2 separate regions of the Mus musculus genome follow, and region 2 is linked to region 1. The links are chromatin contacts, called in public promoter capture Hi-C maps. All regions are on one chromosome and are shown on one strand. Each heading gives the region's core, a stretch centred on a gene start, on an enhancer-like site or on the middle of the called end of the contact. The rest is flanking DNA. Distances are from core to core; before and after follow the strand shown. Region 1 holds the start of Hs3st6 (heparan sulfate (glucosamine) 3-O-sulfotransferase 6). Region 2 holds the start of Meiob (meiosis specific with OB domains).

The links. Capture Hi-C pulls out chosen DNA fragments and counts their contacts.
Region 2: a contact with region 1 is called in a promoter capture Hi-C map of pancreatic islet. The contact joins the promoter of Meiob here to the promoter of Hs3st6 in region 1. A contact is called at or near these places in 14 of 39 promoter capture datasets (the 3T3-L1 cell line, 3T3-L1-derived adipocytes, the C10 cell line and 10 more), 8 of 15 datasets of contacts at CTCF or cohesin (the G1E-ER4 cell line, embryonic stem cells, hippocampal excitatory neurons and 4 more), 227 of 484 Hi-C or Micro-C datasets (the 3T3-L1 cell line, 3T3-L1-derived adipocytes, the 63-12 cell line and 123 more), 39 of 115 datasets of contacts at active chromatin or transcription factors (the 230-238 cell line, the HPC-7 cell line, Th17 cells and 23 more) and 6 of 9 other capture datasets (adipose tissue, embryonic stem cells, embryonic tail and 3 more).

Annotation. Positions count from the first base shown.
Region 1 is chr17:24,748,561-24,754,978 of GRCm38.p6, forward strand. It overlaps Hs3st6 (heparan sulfate (glucosamine) 3-O-sulfotransferase 6), which reads left to right and starts at 4,428. Exons shown (of 2, transcript NM_001012402.2): 1 at 4,428-4,938. The coding sequence starts at 4,526.
Region 2 is chr17:24,799,611-24,806,082 of GRCm38.p6, forward strand. Meiob (meiosis specific with OB domains) reads left to right here and starts at 4,772. Exons shown (of 14, transcript NM_029197.1): 1 at 4,772-4,802.

The DNA of each region.
Region 1 (6,418 bases), core at 3,178-5,677:
GGCTCAGTGGGTAAAGGTGCTTGCTGCAAAGCCTAATGACCTGAGTTCAATGCCCTGGACCCTTGTAAAGGTTGAAAGAGAGAAATGATGTCTTTGTCCTTTGACTTCCATATGTGCACCAAGGTATGTGTACCCACACAATCCAACATGCACACACACAAAATAATAATACAACTCTCTCTTTCTTTTCTTTCTTCCTCCTTCTCCTCTTTTTTTTTTTTTTTTTTTGAGATAGGGTTTCTCTTTGTAGTTCTGGCTGTCCTGGAACTCTGAAGACTATACTGGCTTTGAACTCAGAGATCTGCCTGCCTCTGCTTCCCAATTGCTGGAATTAAATGTGTGTGCCATCAACTCCTGGCATAAATAACATCTTTCAAAAAAAAAGAGGCTCTTTAGGGCTGGAGAGATGGCTCATTGGCTAAGAGTGTATAATTGTTTTTGCAGAAGACCTGAGCTTAGGTCCTAACACCCATGTCAGGTAGCTCACAACAGCTCCAGAGCAATGCAATGCCTCACCCTCTGGGGCACTGACACTCACAAGCACATACCCACATACAGGTACACACACGCACATGCACACACAATTAAAATTGTAAGTCTTCAGAAAGAAAGAAGCAACTAAGAGACTCTTCCTAAAGTGTTAAATGGAACTGCCTTAAGACCCAGAAGTTCCCCTAAGAGTCTCAAGAACAGTGAAACATAACCACACGAAACCTTCTATATAGATGTTCCTAGTAGCACTAATACTTATAACTGGGAAGTGGAAATTTGTAGGGCAGTGGTCTGTGCCAGGAAACTTGGTACGGTTGAGGGGGTTCAGAGTCCCTGGCACCCAGGCACCCATCTGAGATGTAGGCAGCTCCCTGCTCCCTACCAGATTCCTGGCCTGGAACACATGGCCACACTTTTCCCACTTAGGAAACATGACCTGTGGTACGTAGCTCCAGAACATGGGTTCTCCATGCCCATGAGGTATCTAGAGGCCTTTAGGGTTTAGCCAATAAGCTTCCCTCCCCAGACATTCCTTCCTGCAAAAGGTATTTAATCTCTGGTTCACCCTTAGAAGTTGGTATGCGGGGCTGGTGAGATGGCTCAGTGGGTAAGAGCACCCGACTGCTCTTCCGAAGGTCCGAAGTTCAAATCCCAGCAACCACATGGTGGCTCACAACCACCTGTAATGAGATCTGATGCCCTCTTCTGGTGCGTCTGAAGACAGCTACAGTGTACTTACATATAATAAATACATAAATAAATAAATAAATCTTAAAAAAAAAAAGAAGTTGGTATGCATCCATTTTCCACCATGAACAACCAATAAACAGTTTAGAACCAAGGACTCTCTCTTCCACTGAAACCACTGTGGGGATCATGGAGAAGGCCTTGGGCCTACAAAGCTGCAGCCTAAGTCTCCTGTAGAAGACCTCTCTGCACTTCCAGAAAACCACCAAGTTAAGGACCTTTGCCAATGAGCTAAGCCAGAATCCCCCATTTCCCTGGCCCAGGTTCATCGTCCATCAATAGTCCTCAGCCCGCAGGTTCCAACTCCCTTCCCAACTCCTCCTGACCCAGCAGCACCTAGCTATCCAGGAGTTTGGGAGCACCCAGTTCTGACCTCTTTGCGGGTTCCATGGATCCCTGATCCTTCATTCCTGACTCCTCTGTGCAGCACCCCATTGGTGACTGGATGCCTGGGAGTCAAAGAACCCCAGCTTCAGCCTCCCTCACCTTAGACTGTGTTTTCCCATCCCCTAAGTAGTGTCTCAGGGCTTCCCTAAAGCCCAGCGCTCCATGAAGGTGGTGGTTCAGGGTAAATGGAGTCTATCAGCACTCAGAGGGTGTACCTTGGACCCACAGAAATTTCCCACAGGTGAGACACAAAAGGAACGGAGCCTTGACATGCCACACTGTGGAAGCCCCCGGAAATAGTGGTGCTCAGAGAGAAGTCAGAGGCAAACTGATAGACTCTGGATGAGTCTGTGATAGACCAGTGAGCACAGAGAAACAGAAAACACACTGGCGACTTGTTATCATGCATGCTGAAAGAGAGAAAACAGGGGATGACTGCTAATGGGTCTAGGATTCTTTTGGAGGGTGATAAAAATATTTTAAAATTGATAGGTGTGGGTGTGGGACCAGTGGTTAGAGCACTGGGTGCTTTCCCAGAGGACTCAAGTTCAATTCCTAGCACTCACATGGAATCTCATAACTGTCTGTAACTCCAGTCCCAGAGGACCAGACACTCTCTTCTGACATACTCATACACTAGGCACATGTGGTATGCACACATAAGTGGCAGGCAAAAAATCCAGTCCTACACGTAAATAACAAAATAAAATCTAAAATAAACATTTAAGTCGATGATAGCCATATTTGCACAACATGATGAACGTTCTGGAAGTCAATGATGTCTAGTTTTGAATAGTATGTGAGCTGAACCTCAAGAAAGCTATCACCCCAAAGACTTGATGGTGGCCGTAGCCTGTGGCCATGGGCCAGAGGAAGGGACTTTAATAGGCCCTTCTCCTCTCCTATCTCCTTGCAAGATGAGCTTGCATTCCCATTCCAATCTCTCTGGCTGTTGTGTTCTGCTGAGCAGCCATTACCACTCCCTCTTCTGCCTGAATTTGGTTAACTTCTTATCTGGCCATCACCTCCAGAATGCCTTTTCTACCCTCTCCTCTCTAATCAGTATGTATTGAGTAGTCTCTGCATGCCAGCACCATGTTAGGAGTTTTGGAGAGCTTGGGAATGGGTGCCATCAGGGGGATCTCCAGATTTGTACCCCTTCCCGCCAAGAGAGCCAGAGGGAAGATGGAGAAAGAGAGTCAGCTTCCAAACTCTCAGCTGCTCCGGGCCAGTGTCTCCTGGAGAGTCTTCTGCCCTGTGGAAAGGCATCCTGCAGAGGAAATCACCAGCAGGAGGTAGGAACTTAGCCAGCACTGAGGAGATGGGGGGATTACCAGGGACTAAGTCTCAAGTGGTGACAACTCAGACTGTGAAGGTGTAATCGGGCAGTATGGGACCTCCCTGGGAGTGCTCAGAGGAGAACCAGCTTGTCTTCAACAAATCCCATTTACAGCTAGATCCGAAGAAGAACTTCCTAGGTCCCTACATGTACTAACATGCTTCCCAGACAGTGCTGGACTAAAAACCCGCCCACAGGGCTGCTGGCACCAGCTTGCCCTGACAAGCAAATGTAGCTCTGGTGTCTGGGACTAGTTTTGGGTGGTGCATGTCCCCCTTGTACCTAGCTGCCCTCAGGGTGGGAACTAAATGTCTGTGGGTCATTGGAGTTTTCTGTCCCTCAGAGGCAGCCTGCAGTGTGAGACTTGTTCAGATGCCATGAGACCCACGGACTGCTGATTAATAAACAGAGCCGAGGGCAGAGGCTGAGTAAGGGTACTGGGGCAGGGACTAGACTGGGCAGCCAGGAAAGTCGGACAGAGGCAGAAAGAAGAGGCGCCGTTACCTTTTCCCTGGTCAGGGCAACTTATTCGGCATCCTGGATGGAGTCTTTCCTCCTCTGCATTCCTAGTAAGCAGCTTTGTAGACTCGGTGAGCCAGGAACAGGACATGGAGGCGCGGGGGTGGGGTGGGGGTGGGTGGGTGGGGTGGGGGTGGGTGGGTGGGTGAGAAGTTTCTGCAGTGTCTGGTAGGTTTCACACATGTGAGGGCCCCGGGAATCTCACTATGCTCAGAGGAAGCTCCACAGACAGAACCCAGATGCCTCCCCTGCCTCCTAGTACAGGCCTTTTCACTCCTGGGGGGCGAGGGGGCGTGTCACCGCTTTGCAATTTCCCGAAGGGATCACTGACATCTTGGGGAGGCCAGCTCTATTTGATACAAGGACTTTAAAATGGTGGCCCGACTATCGGACAAGCTCTCTCCACAGGGCAGGGCTCCCACCCTAATGAATGGCTAGGTGGACTGTTGGCAAGTAATGCAACAAGCATTCCTGTCACAGGCTCAAAGATGCATGGGGACCCTTTCCGCGCCGGATGTATGCCTGGCTCCATCCTTCCTGCACAGGCGATTCCTGGACACGGTGTCCTCCGGTGATGAGGCCCTGGCTCCGGGAAACAGGGGCTGAGGCCGCACACCTGTCGCCCTGGTCCAAAGGGGCAGAGATAGACTTTTAAAGGACAGAACGGGGATTCCCACTCGCCCAGTCTTGTGTCCCTCCGCGCCACGCATTCCCGTAGTGTAAGAGCGAAGACTTTGGAGCCAAGCGAACCGGAGACCAGCTCAGGAGGAGTGTTGGGGTAGCTGGGATAGCTCCTGGTCGCTCTGGAAGTTAGCTGGAGTCGCTAGTCCCAGGCGAGGGCTGGGGAGGGGCGTCTCGGCCCCGCCCCGCCCCGCCCCGCCCCGCCCCGCCCCGCCCCGCCCCTCTCCGGCTCCAGGGTTGCGAGGCTGCGGAGCTCAACCCAGAAGCCGGGCGCCCTGGGGTTGAGCGGGCGACGCACTATAGCCGGGATGCGCACCTGTCTGCGGTTCCCGCTCCCGAGCCTGAGCGCGAAGCGACCCCATGGCAGGTAGCGGTGGCCTGGGCGGCGGGGCCGGTGACCTCCAGGGTGCGGGGACGGGCCAGGGGACTGCACTGCGTGCTCTCCGTGCTCCGCTGGCGCTCGTAGTTCTGTTGCTAAGCGCCTACTGCCTCTTCGCCCTCCCCGGCCGCTGTCCACCTGCCGCCCGCGCCCCTGCTCCGGTTCCTGCACCCGCCGAGCCGCCCCACACCTCCCTCCGTCTGAGAGCACCCGGCCTGCCGGTGGCCAGCGGCCCGGGGCGCCGGCGCTTTCCTCAGGCGCTCATTGTGGGTGTGAAGAAAGGCGGCACGCGCGCATTGCTGGAGTTCCTGCGGTTGCACCCCGACGTCCGTGCACTTGGCTCTGAACCCCACTTCTTCGACAGGTGCTATGATCGCGGCCTCGCCTGGTACCGGTGAGCGTCCCTGCTGGTCCGCGCCTCGTCGGTGTGTGCCTTGGACTGTGCTTTCTTAGAACCCAGGATGAGTAGGGTAGAATCCTGGGCACTGGGTCTAAAACAAGCCTGTTAGGGAAATAGCCTTGATTTCCTGGGCACAGCGACCCTCGAAGGAGAGGCCATCTATAGCCAAGGGTCGCAGGAATTAGAAAATCTCAGAGAAAACTCTGTTCTCCTGTTGGGTGGCCAAGGGACTCAGCGAGGCATGATCCTATCTTGAAAGTAGTTTCAAGCGAGTGAGATAACTGGGCAGGTAGACTTTCCTTTTTAGAGGGTCAGGGAATTGAACCTGAAGCCTCAAATGTACTAAACGAGTATTCTACCACTAAGCTACTAATATATATCCATATATTATTATGGTTTATATCAATATAATCCCGGTGGAGCTACTTGGCAGCCTTAGAGATACTTGGAGCTCAGTCACTTTATCATCCCTTCGTGTCTGTCCATTCCCTGCTATAACTCTGGGTAAGTACTGGTAATTATCTGACCACTAGTCAAGTATATTTTGGAAGGGCCTCCAGGTTTCCAGAAGTGTTCTAGAAAGTGCCTTTCCACCCCTAAGAATCTCTCCCTCACCCTGCATCAGGGAGCCCTCTATAGCTGCTGGAGTCTGAAGAAAGTTAGGTCTGGGCTTTGAGGAGGGAGACTCTGCTCTTTGGTTTAGCCCAAGGGTGGGGACTGGAATACACCCTTCTGTAGCTGTCCTTTCTACATACAGGAGGACTTGGGATGCAGCAGTGGAATGTGGGGAGCACTACCCCAGGTACAGCAGTATGTCCTGGTGGATGGTCAGATTCTGGTTCCTCCCTTCTGGTGTGACTACCCACAGGCTCCGCCCACCGCCTCCTGCAGGCATCGAGGGCCCCCTGCTCCTTCATGTAGGGAAATGGGGCTATATTGGCTTGCCTCTTCTGCAAGCCCGAGCTGAGCCATGATAACCTGGAGAGTCAGTGCGGGTGGCACACTGACTGTTTCCCGGGTTCTTCTGTACTCCCGTTTGCTAACTCTGCCTTTTGCACTAAGACCGGTCTTAACGGGTTTGGGAGAGAACAAGCTCGAGACCTCTAAGGGTCAGTACTACCCGAGGAGAGGTTCTCGGGAACACTGATGTTCTCAGCATGGGAGGAGGGAGCGTTCAGGACACAGCACAGCTTCAGGATCCATGTGGAAGTGTGCAGAGGATGCTGGGGAAGGGAGGGACCCGAGGCCCCACCCTACTCAGGGTTATCCTCTGTGGTTTGCTGCTCTGGATTTGCTCAGAAGTGTGGAGTAAGCTAAGTGGCCTGTCTGGGATTCGGGACTGTATAGCCTAGTGTCTTCTTCACTTGGCTATAGCTCTCTGGTGGCAGCTTCTCAGGTAATGTCCCTTCAACCCATCACATGCATGCACTGAGCCTCTGAAAGTTACCACCTGATACCATGGTGGTATCTCCAG
Region 2 (6,472 bases), core at 3,522-6,021, 51 kb after region 1:
CAGCCAGTACACCATTAGACTATAGTCCTGAAGATAGCGCCAAGGTCCATTCCCTTATTTGGCCACTGAGTCATTCCTGAGATGAAACACCAAAGTCCAACACTCAGAATTCATTATTTGGCTAACATGACCAGTCAGGGCTTACCAACTCACCATAGTGCAGACTCCCCCCGTTTTCCTTAAAAACTCACTCCTGCAAAAAAACAAAAAAACAAAAAATCAAAAAAAAAAGAACGCCAACCCCCAAACTCAACCAAAACCAACAACAAACAAGCAAACAAACAACAAACCAACCTGCTTGCTTGCTGCTGAGACTTGCTGCCTGCCCTTTGGGGATCTGTCCCATGATGTCCACACACATGACATGATGTCTGCATATACACAGATCACATACAGGCACACCCACAGACACCCATGTAAAAAATTAAATGAATTCACTTTTTCAGGACCTTTATTTACTTCTCTATGTGTAGGTGTTTTGCCTGCATGCTTCTGTTCATCATGTGTGTGCCTGTGGAGAAGGCGGCATTGGAGACCCTGGGACTAAGTTCCAGGTAAGTGCTATTAATTGCTGAGCTATCTCTCTAAATTCACTTTTATTCACACATCTAGCCTCTAAGTTCTCTTTTACACACACACACACATACACCACACACCACACACACACACACACACACACACACACACACACACACACACACACACACACACACACACATACACACACACACACACACACACACACACACACACACACACACACACAATCTCTCCAGCCCCATCCTTTTAGGGCTTCTTAAGACAGCCTTGAATCCATTGTCCACAAGTATCCTTTTCATTCTCTCCTCTTTAGCTCTTACATTGCTTCAATTTGCCCCTAAACTTGATCTCCATATCTGGTTCTTATAAGCTTCCTGACAGGTTATATTGTCCCGTTTCTCAGACAAAGATTTGTAAAGCTTTATAAAAACTATCTGTGCCAACACATATACAATCAAATTAAAGTTGAGCAGTCCCAGGGCCGGAGAGATGGCTCAGCAGTTAAGAGCACCATCTGCTCTTCCAGAGATCCTGAGTTCAATTCCCAGCAACCACATGGTGGCTCACAACCATCTGTAATATGAGCTGATGCCCTCTTCTGGCCTGCAGCTGTACGTGAAGAGTGAGCACTCATACATAAAATAAATATATCTTTAAAAAAGAGTTGACTAGTCCCTAGTAGGAGTGAAGTAATTATGCCAGCCAGTAATTGAGCTATTATAATTGCAGCTCCTGTAGATATGGAATCAATATAAAAATTTTTGTAATTATAAGGTTGTCTTGTAATTCATTAAATAACTGTTCACTTTTTCCTACTGATTAGTGTTGTAAAGTTTATTACACATCTGTACACACACATGTACATTATATTTCCCCGTCTCCCTTTGGTGACAAGCTCCCTGATGGTTTGACAGCTGTTGTGCTCTAGGGAGGTGGTGACAGAGCCACCTACCATTCCTTCAGCCAGCACGGAGGCTATTTCAACCCCTCCCTATGCTCACTCACCCCTGACCTCTACCGCAAGCTGCAAGCTCCAGGCTCTCCTCGTTGCGGTTTTTGTTCATGTACATCCAAAATGTATTGACAGGTCAATTCTTGTGTTAAGAACAAGCCAATTACACAGAATTTCTGAACCAATATAGGAAGCCAATTCTTTGTCCAAAAAAGATATCCCTGTTTTTATTACTAATGTGAACAATGCTAGGGTTCTGGGTTTGTATTTGAAATGTTGTATTTTAAGAAAAGCCTGGGGCATCCTCCTGAAACCAATTCTGCTGGTTTAATCTCATGTAGCTTTCAGCAAAATTTAATTTGCTAAACTACCACAAGATACAAGAAAAAAGTTGAAATATTATTCCTTCATGGAGACTCCTTAAAATGTATAAAGATTTCTTCATTTTAAAAATATTTTTCAAAAAATCATCTTAAAATGCCAGTTTATTCTCTGGGGGGAAAATCAAGATTTTATGTCCCTTTAAAGACAAAGACGTGGGTCAGCAAAATGGCTCAACGGGGAAAGGTGCTTGCTGACAAGCCTGATGACTTGAGTTCCAACCCTGGGACTCAAGTGGAAAAGGAGAGACATGGTTCCTGCAAGTTGTCTCCTGATCTGTGACACACACACACACACACACACACACACACACACACACACACACGCATGCACGCAAATTAAAGGAAAAAAAAGAAAATGTTAAAAAAAAAAAAAAAAAAGACAGTAGGTGGAAGAAGGATCAGAGGTTCAAGGTCATTCTAGGTTACATAGTGAGTTGAAGCCAGGCTAGGCTACATGAAAACCTGGTTCAAAATCAAAACAAAACAATACATAAATAAATAATAAAAGAGAGAAACTGGAACAAATATAGGAAGAATTTTTACATGTATGTGTATGTATGTATGTATGTATGGTATATGTGTGTACATATTACAGCACCGCGCACAGCATGTGTGTGAAGGTCAGAGGACTACTTGACTTGCGAGAGTCAGTTCTCAACTTCTACCGTGTGGGCTCCAGCGATTCAACTCAGACGACTACACTTGCACAGCAAATGTTTCTACCCACTGAGGCATTTCACTGGCCCAGGAGACTAACTCTGCTTAAAGTTATTTTTCTATTATTAAGTTTGAAGTGGTGAGAAGTACTTCATTCATTCTGCCTTCCATTATCGTTTGAGATTTTTTTTTTTTTTGTTTTTTTGAGACAGGGTTTCTCTGTATAGCCCTGGCTGTCCTGGAGCTCACTTTGTAGACCAGGCTGGCCTCGAACTCAGAAATCCGCCTGCCTCTGCCATCCCGAGTGCTGGGATTAAAGGCGTGTGCCACCATGCCCGGCCGAGAATTTTTTAAATGAAAAATAAAAATTAATTTTGATGATGGAAGGAAACGACTCTAATGGTGTTTTTGTACTCTTGTTTTTGTGTGTGTGTGTGTGTGTGTAAATGCTTTCTCCACATGCATGTATGCACACTGCATGCCTGGTGCCAGCAGAAGTCAGAAGAGGACTTTGGATTCTCTGGAACTAGAGTTATGGATGGCTGTGAGCTACCATATGGGTGCCTGGAATTGAACTTGGGCCCTCTGTAACAAGTGTTCTTAACGGCTGAGCTATCTCTCCAGGCACTAATGGTGTTTTTAAATTTGAATTTAGTTTTCGACAGGGTCTCACTGTGTAGCCTGGGTGGTCTGGAACTCTCTATGTAGACCAGATTGGCCTCAAACTCAGAGATCTGCTTGCGTCTGCCTCCTTAAAACTGGGATTGAGGGCATGTGCTATCACTCCTGGCTTACATGCAGTTTTCTTTTGTAATATATGTTAACATATGGCTGCTTAATATTTGTCAGAGAAACCGAAAAAAAAATTAAATAATACTAAATGTTGACAAATTTAATAGATTTAGTGATAGGACCTTAACTTACTTATTTCAATAAGTACTTCATTAATGAAAGTCAGAGTAAGATTTTTATATGGTAGTAATTTTGTTTGTTTGAGACAGGTTCTAGATAGTCCAACTTGGCCTTTTTTCTTTTTTTTTAGGTCTTCATGAGCTGAGCTACTCATGATCCTGAAACACATGATTCTCCTACTTCAATCTCTGAAGTTCTAGACCAGCCTGGTTTACAAAGTAAGTTCTAGGACAACAAGGGCTGTTACACAGAGAAACCCTGTCTTTTTTGTTGTTTTGAGTCAGGGTTTCTCTGTGTAGCCCTGGCTGTCCTGGAACTCACTCTGTAGACCAGGCTAGCCTTGAACTCAGAGATCCACCGGCTTCTGCCTCCCAAGTGCTGAGATCAAAGGCATGTACCACCACCTCCTCCTGAAAACCCTGTCTTAAAAAAACAAAAGCAACAAAAAAATTAGTATTATCTATTTTAAGCTCAGCATAATGGCTCATGTCTTTAATCACAGAACTTCCAAGGCAGAGGCCTCTGAGAGTTCAAGGTCAGCCTGGTCTACATAGTGAGTTCCAGGACGGCCAGAACGACATCATAAGACCCCGTCTTAACGTCCCTGCCCCCAAATAGTATTATCTATTTTATATAATACTGTGGTATTTTCAAATAGTATTATTTTACATAATATTATATGTGTACCTCCTGATATATATGGTATGTGGTAAAACCAGGGAAACTCCTTTAATAAGAGCATCTGGCCATTTCCTCTTCCACAACCCTATCGGTTTTTATATCCGTGTCTTCCTTCAGTTCACTTTCTGCTCTAAATTAAGAATATTTCACTTAAGGTAACTTTGTGCTTTCTCGGAGACGTGTGCAATTATAAGACATTTATGAGGGTTGCTCAGTGGGGACAGCCTGAGACCCTAGTCAGGATCCCAACCAGAGAACTGCGGCAAATGCCTAGCCTGCTTCCTTAGCGACTTCCCCCTTTCACTAGCTCCTGTGCGGTGCGTGGTCGCCGCTCCTGTCTTCGAGTGACCCCGAAATTGGCTTTTCTGGGTCAGTACCTACGGCCGACTTGGCCTCCACCACCTGAGTCCTTAACAAAGTTCTCCAGTCCAAGGAATGGGTAGTGCCTCTCCCCTAACCGTGAACACGTGCGTGAGACCCGCGGCCATAGGGGCGGAGTCCACAAGCGCTGGGGGCGGAGTCAGTGGGGGCGCGGTCAGTAGGGGGCGGAGGGGGCGGGGCTCGAGCTAACGGTCGGGGACTCCAGGCGGTTCGCCCACCGGGCTGTGGGAAGGCCTAGAGCGTGACCGGCGTCAGGTGGAACCCCGTGGGTCACCTAGCGGGCCCGGAAGTATCCGGTGAGCCGCGACCCAGACTGCCTGTTTCGGCATCCGGCCGGCGGCGCGGGACCGCGCTCCGGTTCTGAGAGCTGGTGCCTGAGCTGAGGGGAAACTCGCGCGGGGTCGCACGCGCCGACGTCCCCAAGGTTCTCCGCGGTGCGCGCGGCCCTCGGTCTGTCAGGTCCCTTCCAGTCAAGACTCACTCATTCGTGTCTCTTCTGCCCTGCCCGGTTGCTTCTTGTCAGGTTCTACCCTGCCTGTCCACTCCTGTCAGCTCCCTCCCAGCCCGTCCATTTCCTGTCAGGTTTCTCGCTGTCACGGTCCCAGGTTGTTAGTGTCCCAGGTCAGCGTGTCTCTCGAGGTCAGAGCCGTACTGTCAGGTTCCATTCCGGCAGATGGCTCCCATGGAGTTGCTTACCCTCCACATCCTCACCCTGTCAGGCTCCCCAGGACAAGAATGAATCCCGTAGGCAGGCAGGGGTGGTTGGTGCACTCCTTTAACCCCAGGCATGCAAGAGGGGAGGCAAAGGCAGGCAGATCGTGGAGTTCCAAATCAGCGAGTTCCAGGGCCGCCAGAGCAACACAGAGAATCCTTGTTTCGAAAAACAAAACAAACAAAATTCCAGAGACAGGCCTTTTTAGTTGTTTGTTTGTTTGTTGAAACAGGCTCTCCCTACGTAGCTCAGGTTAACCTTGAACTTGTGATTCACCTGCCTCTGCCTCCTGTGTTTGGATTACAAGCCAGCACCACTCCAAGCATCAGAGGAAATGGAGAAAAATGTTCTCTTTCTCCTCTCCCTGCTTACCTTTCTCTTCCTTTCTTTCTCCTTTCCTCCTTCCTTTTCATCTTCCCGGAATTGTCTGGTTCTTTCTTTCCTTTCAAATCCTTCCTCCATCCCTCCCTTCTCGAGACAGGGTCTCAGGTAGCCCAGGGTGGCTTCAAAAATTCACTATGTAGCTGAGGTTAGCCTTGAACTCTTGATTCTCCTACCTTCACTTTCCAAATGCTGAGATTGCAGGTATATGTCACCATATCTAGCTGGAAGAGAGGTTTTAAGGAGGAAGGGAGCCTGTCAGTTCTCAAGGATAGGGACAGGATATATCAGAAGCCTACATGCAGTATGTATGTATATCATATAGGATCCAGGAGGATAGAGTATGTAAAATATATATACATATATAATATGTTATATATATGTTAAAACATCTATATAAAATGAGTAAAACATATATAATACATATATTCCTACAGATTACTTTCCCTGACCTCATGTCCCACTTGTTTCCCCTTACTTCTACCTATAACACCCCCTGGTTACCACTGTTCTTTTCATTATATCCAGGATTTTGCCTTTTCCAGAATGACACACAGTTGGAATAATCAGAAACATGTTAAAATACTGAGTGGGAATGGAAAGATGACTCAAGGGATGAGTGCTTAGAACAAAGGGATGCAGATGTGATGAATTTGGATCCTAGCACCCACATAAAAGTGAGGCATGACTGCACTTGTGGGGGTTGGAGATAAGAGATCACTGGTACTTGCTAGCCTTCAGTCCGTCTGGCTTTAGTTTCAGTGAGAGGCTCTGTTTCAAAGAAATAAGGCAAAGAGAAATAGAACTGGCTTCTTCCTCTGGCCTTTGTGTACATTCATGTACACACATGTGCATATAAACTATACATACCGC